Regions from separate parts of the Mus musculus genome. Here region 2 is linked to region 1. The links are chromatin contacts, called in public HiChIP or PLAC-seq maps. All regions are on one chromosome and are shown on one strand. Each heading gives the region's core, a stretch centred on a gene start, on an enhancer-like site or on the middle of the called end of the contact. The rest is flanking DNA. Distances are from core to core; before and after follow the strand shown.

What was found. HiChIP or PLAC-seq counts read pairs in DNA pulled down with a chosen protein or histone mark.
Region 2: a contact with region 1 is called in an HNF4G HiChIP or PLAC-seq map of pancreatic cancer cells. The contact joins two enhancer-like sites. A contact is called at or near these places in 2 of 15 datasets of contacts at CTCF or cohesin (CD8 T cells and pro-B cells), 8 of 484 Hi-C or Micro-C datasets (the Ba/F3 cell line, the CH12 cell line, Th1 cells and 4 more) and 1 of 115 datasets of contacts at active chromatin or transcription factors (pancreatic cancer cells).

What each region holds. Positions count from the first base shown.
Region 1 is chr4:103,344,116-103,348,385 of GRCm38.p6, reverse strand. The region is part of intron 7 of Oma1 (OMA1 zinc metallopeptidase); the gene reads right to left. Among named protein-coding and RNA genes, the nearest start is that of Oma1, 32 kb to the right of the region's middle. Within about 2 kb of position 1,320, at least 52 of the 459 cell types and tissues checked have an H3K27ac peak or open chromatin away from gene starts, as enhancers often do. A contact at or near this core is called in liver and pancreatic cancer cells, where this site is marked.
Region 2 is chr4:103,247,801-103,252,542 of GRCm38.p6, reverse strand. All of the region lies in intron 5 of 4921539E11Rik (RIKEN cDNA 4921539E11 gene), which reads left to right. Among named protein-coding and RNA genes, the nearest start is that of Slc35d1, 35 kb to the right of the region's middle. Within about 2 kb of position 2,947, at least 30 of the 459 cell types and tissues checked have an H3K27ac peak or open chromatin away from gene starts, as enhancers often do. A contact at or near this core is called in liver and pancreatic cancer cells, where this site is marked.

The DNA.
Region 1 (4,270 bases), core at 71-2,570:
AACCTGTACATTTCCCAACACCAACACACCAGAGAAAGACCAAGCTGAGACTACATCTATCTCACCTATGACCAAAATGGTCACTACCAAGTACAAACTGAAAGGGGCTCTGAACTCTTAGCCATCACCCCTTCAAAAGGAAAAGCCTGAGATTAGCATGGAGTCTTTTTTGAAGGCCAGTAGCATTGTGCATCTGAACCAGATGTTCTAGCATCCTCTCTGTATCCCACACAGACGTGTCAGAGGCAGGTCAATAACCTGACAGTACTACAAAGGACTGTTACAGAATGGCCAAGAGCTGGGAAAATACGCTAAGAATGGTATGATATTTAAAGGGAACAAAACATGTATAAGAACAGGCATCTTTTAGAGGTGATGCTTCCAGCAGCTTGGAAGAAAGAAGGTCCGCATCCCACAGGAATGCACCTCCTCTCGGAGCAGGGAGAAACCCACCATCAGTGAGAGATGCCCATGTCATTTAACTTCTCTTTTGTCGAGTTTCATTTGTAAAACCAAGAATGTAACAGTGCCTGTCCCTCAAGGCTGAAATGAAAAGTACAAGAATTACTACATGTAACCCACTTAGGACAGGACCCACACATAAACATTACTGAGACTAACTGTAAACAGCATGGCCAGCGTCACCTGAGCAGTCCTTCTCCGTGCATGGGCTCAGGTGTCCCCGTCCTGAAGGCATGCCTGCACTGTCCTCAGCATCTCCCGGAAGCAAGCTCCCTTCATCTGCACACACAGCCTCAGCCTGTCCCAGTGTATCTCCTGTCTACAGTCACTCTTCTTCTGTAAGTCACTTGTCCTTTACAAGTTTTTCCAGTCAATAATTTAAAACTGCTCTTCTCTGATCAAACGTGATATAAAAACTTACTTGTAGCTGAGTCATTCTCAGGATTTGTCAATAGAAATTGTTACTTATCAGTAACACCTAGTGTGTGCCAGCACAGAGGAGAAATGGGTTGTTATTTCATGGTTCGGTAACTGCAAGTCCTTGCCTACATCTTCTGTATCGTCTGCCTGCCACTGTGCCGGTTCACCGGTCAGTACCGATGGTAAAGTTCTGGATGAATTTTACACACACTTCTTTTCTGTCTCTTGTAGTCTTATTGAGTCATAAGACTCAGTGCTCAATGCAAATCCAACAACGAATAATCAAGTTAATCCTCATTTTCTGGGGAGAATAGATTCAAAACAAAACTTGGGCACAGCGTGTGTGTTGTGGAAGTTACTATATAACATGTCTCTGGAACAAGACTTTTCTTTGTTTGCTGTTGATTCATTCTTAAATGAGTAATCTAAGAACCTAGGCACTCATCCAAGTACAACAAAAAGGCGTTCGCTGTGATGAAGACTCAGCACTAACCTGGAAGACAAGGGTCAGGAGTCTTGCTACTAACGAAGTATGCTATTAGGTAAATCACATCACCACTTTGGACTCTAGTTTCCCTGCCTGTAAAAGGAGAAGTTGAGTTAAGTTAGCTCCAGTTTTCCTCCCTGGGCCCAACACTTATGGTTCTATAACCTACTGTTTTTGTTTGTTTGTTTGTTTGTTTGTTTTGTTTTTGGTTTTTTGTCACCTTCCTCATCTGTGAATGTGAGTAGAGGAACTCAATTGGATTTTTTTTCCTTTTTTAAAAATATTTTATTAGGTATTTTCCTCATTTTCATTTCCAATGTTATACCAAAAGTCCCCCATGCCCTCCCCCCCACTCCCCTACCCACCCACTCCCACTTTTTGGCCCTGGCGTTCCCCTGTACTTAGGCATATAAAGTTTGTAAGACCAAGGGGCCTCTCTTCCCAATGATAGCCGACTAGGCCATCTTCTGCTACATATGCAGCTAGAAACACGAGCTCTGGGGTACTGGTTAGTTCATATTGTTGTTCTACCTATAGGGTTGCAGATCCCTTTAGCTCCTTGGGTATTTTCTCTAGCTCTTCCATTGGGGGCCCTGTGATCCATCCAATAGCTGACTGTGAGCATACAGGAGTCTTAAACTTTTGGGTTCTTATTTCTGTGATAAAGGGGATTCTGCTATTACCCACTTTACTCACTAGATGGTGCTATGAGCACAGTTATCTCAGGTCACTAGCAGAAAACAGTAATGCTTCCAGAAGGATCCTTAGCAATTCTGGGGCTGGACAATCTCTCCCAGGGAGGGCTCTCAAACCACTCTTGTGTATTTATCATCCTTACCTCCCACCCACTAAACAAATAACACATCCACGCCTCCCCAGTCTCCGTAATAATCAAAAGCAATCACACATAATGCCCTCCAAGGAGCCTGCCCCCAATTTAGAAGCATTAAAAGAAAATTAGCTTTCTCTTTTTAGATTTCAGTACGGATACTCAGAAATGAATATAGATGGTTTGGTTGCTTGTGAAATTAAAAAATACAGTCATTTCTACAAATGACTGCCAAGTGTCAAAATTTCCTCACAATGACAAATGAATATACATATCAAAAAAATCAAACAGTCAAATATCCTTTGCCCAGCTGATTTGAACTGTTTATTCTATGCTCAGTCCACAGTAGACTTACAAGTTAATCACTAATTCTAAATTAAGCATTCTGATCATTTTCATAATGATAACTCACAGCTCTCCCAAATAAAAACGTAAGCATATAAAACTGACATCTTCACAGCAACAGCAGAGCCGAGGCACAAAGTATCTTAAGGAGACAGAGCCTGTTTGAAGAAATGCTTACATGTTACTTATGGAATTTTCTATATTCTGTTTGCTCCTTGGCCTCAGATCTGTGAGCAACAGATCTACCTCACAGAAAGGTCCCCTTAACCACACTCACAAGTTCCATGCAGAATTGTAATGACAACTTAGAGCAGTCAGGCCGACTATGTAAGGTGTGGGTGTCTGTCCCTGGGTCAGCACATTTGCTCTCTCACAGGTGGGTAACAAAGGAAGCTAAGCTACAAATCATAACTATAGACAAATCTTAGCATAATTTGGCACTCTGATGGGAACTGCAGGCCAGGGTTGGGGAGTTAGCTCAACGCTAGAGAGTTTCTTGTCTCACAGCATGAGACACCTGAATCCACACATACACACAAGCATCTGATCAGTAAACATCCAAAAGATGCAGGGTACGGGGTACCCATCGCAAACAGGAATCAAGCCCACGACACCAAAGGGAACACTGCAAGCAGGAGCATCATCATCCTCTTTTCAGACAGGACACAGAGAGGGTAAGTAACCTGCCTGCCTGTGGTCTGTGGTCGCATGTAAGAAATCAGAGTTCCAAGATCTCTGTGACACCCTGCGTCTCCATCTGTGAGCTCAGTCAAGGCTTAGTCTTTAAGACCACTAACAAAGTCTCTGCCTACCTTTTCCGTCCCATCTTTCCATGGACACTCCTGAACTGTCTATATTTCAGCCACAGAGAGATATTAATTCCAGGACAGGCCCTGTTTTCCTCACCTTTAAGCAAACTATTTTCTGTACCAAATCTTCCCTGAGACCACCCCCAGCACCACACTAGGATAATCCTTAGTTATCTCAAAGAGCTGTGTTTTAAATGAGTCTTTCTCGGTCCCTTTCCTGGGCTGTCATTCAAACGTGGATACAAGTACTATCATTCTGCTGCATTCTTTCATGGGATGAACCTGCCTGTGTGTCTTTACCACAGTGCTCCAAACTTTGTTAAAATTATTAACCAGTTATATCTGTGTCCTACTGACATTGTGACTTCCAGTTACTTGGTAGACAGCAAGGTGTACAACAAATACATATTCAGTTAATAAATGAAAACCATATGATAAAGGAGGGCAACCATGCGGAACTGGGTAAGACGGCAAAAGAAAACAAAAGCCATCAGAATTAGAAGCCTGTCAGCCCAGATGCCCTGGAGAAGTCCAGAGGCCAATGCTGGCTCACCAGACCTGCTTCATCATGTGTAGCTGGGTGGGGCGTGAAGTGAGAGGCAGTCAGAATGCAGTCAATGAAAGCTATAATAGAGTTGTAGCAGAAGTTCATTCTGGTAAAAGATGCTAACAGTGGACGTGGAAACACAATGAGACATATTTTATACATGGAATTGCCAGGACTTGGTGAAAGATCAGATGCAAATCTTAAATGAGCAAGAATGACAACCGATTGTAGGCATTTAAAACAGCAACTGAATACAAGATGGAACATTTGTCAGAAAAAAAAAAAAGTATCAGAAATAGGTAGGTAAAACTCCAAGATTCAGTATTGAATACCTCCACCTGAGAGCCTTGTTGACTAGGGAAAGCAGAAGC
Region 2 (4,742 bases), core at 1,698-4,197, 97 kb after region 1:
AATGGAGGAGTGTTCCTCTTTCTCCACATCCTCGCCAGCATCTGCTGTCACCTGAATTTTTGATCTAGCCATTCTGACTGGTGTGAGGTGGGATCTCAGTGTTGTTTTGATTTGCATTTCCTGTGCTCTCCAGCTATGTCCCATTTCCAAGACAGTACCAAACATTCAAACTCATGAGTCTGTGACAAACATTTCACACTCAAACCTAATATTTCTTCTGTTTTACTGTTCCTCTGTTCCTTTCTTCTTGTCACCTTTGAGATTACTTGACTCACCTTAATTACTTTTTTATTGTTATGAAAAGATACCATGACCAAGGCTACTCATAAAAGCAATTAATTGAGGACTTGCCTATAGTATCAGAGGGTTTTTTCTAGACCATCATGGCAGGGAGAATGGAAGCAGGGAGGCAGGCATGGTGTGGCAGCAGTAACTGAGAATTTACATCAGATCCACAAGCAGAAGGGGTGGGAAGAGGGAGAAGAGAGAGGCAGAGACACAGAGATAATTAGCAATAGCATAGGTTTTTTTTGAAACCTCAAAGCCTGCCCTCATTAACACATCTTAAATAAAGCCACACCTCCTAATCCTTCCCAAAGTGTTCCACCAATTAGGGGCCAAGAATTCAAATATATGAGCCTGTGGGAGCCATTCTTTCAAATCATCACATAGATTAAATTATTTTACTTTTCTATTTCAACTACATGTTATACTTGTTTGAGGTTTTGGCATTTTCTATGCATATTAAAACACATTACCATTTCGTACTTTGTTAGAGCAGTGGTTCTCAACCTGTAGGTCATGATCCTTTGGAGGTCGCATATCAAATATCCTCCTACATGTCAGATATTTATATGACCATTCATAGCAATAGCAAGATGACAGTTATGAAGTAGCAATGGAATAATTTTGTGGTTGGGGGGTCACCACAACATGAGGAACTGTGTTAAAGGGTCACAGCGTTAGAAAGGTTGAAAACCACTGCTTTAGAGTAAAATCATACTACTGATGTAGAAAGCTTTGAATGAGCTGGGCCGTGGTGGCACATGCCTTTAATCCCAGCACTTGGGATGCAGAGGCAGGCAGACCTTGGTGAGTTTGAGACCAACCTGTTTTATAGAGCTAGTTCCCAGACAGCCAGGGCTACACATTGAAATCCTGTCTTGGAAAAATAAATGATGAAAGAAAGCTTTGAACATTGTGGTGGTACAAATCTTTTTATTACCCTATCATTCGTACTATTATACATAGTCATAATTTTCTGCTTCTGACACTCCTGAATATTTCAAAGAAACATATATGTTTCTCTTTTATATATAAAAATAACTGAATATTAACCAGATCTGATTTTTTTTTTCCTGTCATCACTGAAGCTAAGTTTCTCGTATTTTCCTTTGGCTTAATTAATTTCTAAGTACTTTGTTGTAGAGGTTCACGGGCACCAAAACCTTAGTTTTCTTTTAAAGACATTTCTGAAGGAAATTTTTATTTGATACAAAACTCTGCCTTACTAATATGTATCTGAGTGATATTTTCACTTTTCCCATGTCAATGTGCCAGCATCCTTTGCCTCACAGCTCCTGGGTTCTCTTCTGAGCACTGGTTTGAGTTGCTGGTCCTGTATCTTATTTCTCACACTGCTTTCAAAGTCTTTCCATGATGTCTGGGTCTCAGCAGTTTGACTCTGTGCCCACTTATGGTCCTTCTCATATTGATTCTTCATGTACTTCTCTAAGCTTCCAGAATTTACTATTCATGTGTTTTGCCAAAATAAACAAACATACCAGCCTCATCGCATCAAATATTATTCTAATTCATTCTCCCTGGCCTTTCCTTCTGTTACTCAGACATGTGTATAGTTATTGTTCCACAGATTTCTGATTCACATACATGTGTGTATATGTATGTGTGTGTGTGCATGTGTGTGTATATACATATATAACTTCAGTATTCTATCTGTAAATTCCTAAACTTTTGCTTTTACATCTCTTTGTTTTAAATTCAGCCAGAGATATTTTTAAATTCTAAGTATTACTTATTTTTAGTCTTATAATTTTCACTTTTTAAAGAGTTGAGGGAAAGCATCAATGAAAGTGGAAGAGGGAAAGCAATGGAGAGTAATGGTAGAATGGTTCAAAATTCATGTTATACACATATAAAAATGTCAAAATGAAACCCATTATTTTATACACAAGAAAAAATTTAAAATCTCTGACTATCCGGATCCCCTTAGGGCTATCCTCACTTAACTTTTTTTTGACTGAAACTTCATTTTCCTGGTTCTCTATACATCAACTTGGATTTGCTGAATGTCATGACTGTTGTATTTAGGACATTCAGTTCCCTACCTTCAAAAAACATTGTCTTATCAGTTCCCCTTGATGCACTGAAAAGACAAAATACTCTTAAAAGAACAGCTTGTATTTTAGCTTAGTTATTTCCATCTTAGCTGGCTGACTATAGTCTTCCCCAAACGGTATGGATCTGAGTCAGCCAGAGACTTGGTCAGAAACCGTCCTGTTGGCTTTCTCTTCCTAGCCTTCCCCCATCACCTTCCAGCAGCTTTGGTTGCCCTGAACTCTGTCCTGCTTTTTCCTGGCCAGTGGCTTTACTATCAGGTGTATGCTCAAGGCCAGCTGCAGCCTGCCGTCCAGTGAAACCTCATATAAACGCCAACTTCACTCTCTTCAAATCACTGAGACCGAATTCAGTGGTTTATCTTTCTCACTATTTTCTTTCACTCTGCTAAATGAGAGGAGAGAGAGAGGGAAGTGTGTGTTTGTGTGTGTGTGTGTGTGTGTGTCTGTGTGTGTGTGTGTGTGTGTGTGTGTGTGTGTGTGTGTGTGTCTGTGTGTGTGTGTGTGTGTGTGTGTGTGTGTGTGCTATTTCTTATCTGAGGTAGGGCATTCCTGATAAGAGACTGCTTACTCATGGTGAATCAGAATTGCCAAAGGCATTTTCGGTTTGGTGTGTTTGCTCAGTTTCTTTTCTCTTTTACAAGTGCCTGTGTGCTGCCTGTCTCTGTTTCTCTCTCTCTCTCTCTCTCTCTCTCTCTCTCTCTCTCTCTCTGTGTGTGTGTGTGTGTGTGTCTGTTTCTCTGTGTGTGTGTCTTTCTCTCTCTCTCTCTGTCTCTCTCTGTGAGTGTGTGAGTGTGTGTTTTCTTGAGTGTACAGGTTCCATCATTATTTCTAGTTCATTATTCTATCCTTTCTAAAAATTCATAAGCAATGATGGATGTCGCTTTCTTCTTCTTTGTTTTCTTTCTTTGCATGGGTTAGGGGTTGAATGTATGGACTTGCACATGCTAGGCAGTGCTCTACCAGTGGTCTAGACCCCACCTCCCAAACACACACCCTCTTTTACTTTTTGTTTTGAGGCTAATAACATGAATAAAATGCTGCCCCAGGGTAGCTTCAAAATTGTGATCCTCCAACCTTAGTCTCTCAAGGAGCTGCAGTCATAGACCCAGTTGGGTGTCAGTCTCAGCAGTTCATAGACTACTGGGTTCATTGTCTCAGCTACGCTATTGGTTGTTAGTTTTACAGTCATAAACTTTAAAATTGTGTTAAAATAGTTATATCGTATAGATTTATGGTGGTTCTATTTGTAATAGTGGTTTCATCTAAACACAGACCCATTTATAGTATTGTTGCTATTGAGTATACTATTTATAGTATGTTGGACCTGGCGTGGTGGTACCTGCCTGTCATCCCAGCACAGGAGAGGCAAGAGGACTGCAACAGCAAAGCCAGCCTGGGTCACACAAGAAGACCCTTTCTCAAGCATGCAAGCAAGCAAATACTGAAACAGTAACCAAAACATTACATCATTTTCCTGCCATTTTAGCTCACCGGGAAATGAATTATAAAAAACATTATCTCTTAGAGACCTTGCATTCATATAACTTCATTTGAAGTTCCAGGACAGCCAGGGCTATACAGAGAAACCCTGTCTCGAAAAAAAAAAAAAAATGTATACTGTTAATTAGCATGTTATTTAGCACTCTACATGTCTTATAAAAAAAATCCTAACATTATGAGATTAGAGTGTAGGTTTTTACATCATCTTTTCAGGCTTTGATGTTAAGACTACACCTGATCATGTAAACAACTGAAAAGGGTTTTGTTGTTTGTTTGTTTAAGTTAATTGACACAGGCTCCTTTTGTGGTTGGTTGGTTAGTTGGTTTGTCTGTTTCCTACATGAAAGTTTGAAAGAACTCATCCATCAATCTATTTGGGCCTGGTTCTTTGAAATAGACTTAACTGGTGCATAATAACTACATTCAGTTACACATGTATATTTTAATGCACACATACAATGCATAATTATCAAATCAGGATAATTAGTATATCCATCACCTCAAACATTTACTTCTCTGTGTTGAGAAACATTCCAAATGCTCTCTGCTAGTTATTTTGAAATGTGTAACTATAGTCACCTCACTGTGGTCTAGAACAATAGAGCTTAATCTTTCCTTTTGTGCTGGGCAGGGAACCCAGGCCTGGCTCTTGTTAGGCAAGCCTGTATAGAGTTGCACCATAATTCTAATTAAAAAAAAAAAAAGACAGGTGCTCTCTTGTAGCCCAAACTAGGCTCAAGGTGCTAACACTCAACCCCCAAAGCCTGGGATTGCACGTATGCTGCCGTGCCTGATTTGTGATTTGTTTTGAACTTTGGTATTCTGCTCTTTCCAGCTTTTTCTCTTCCTTTAGGCCAATTTCTTTGGCCATTTAGGGACTTT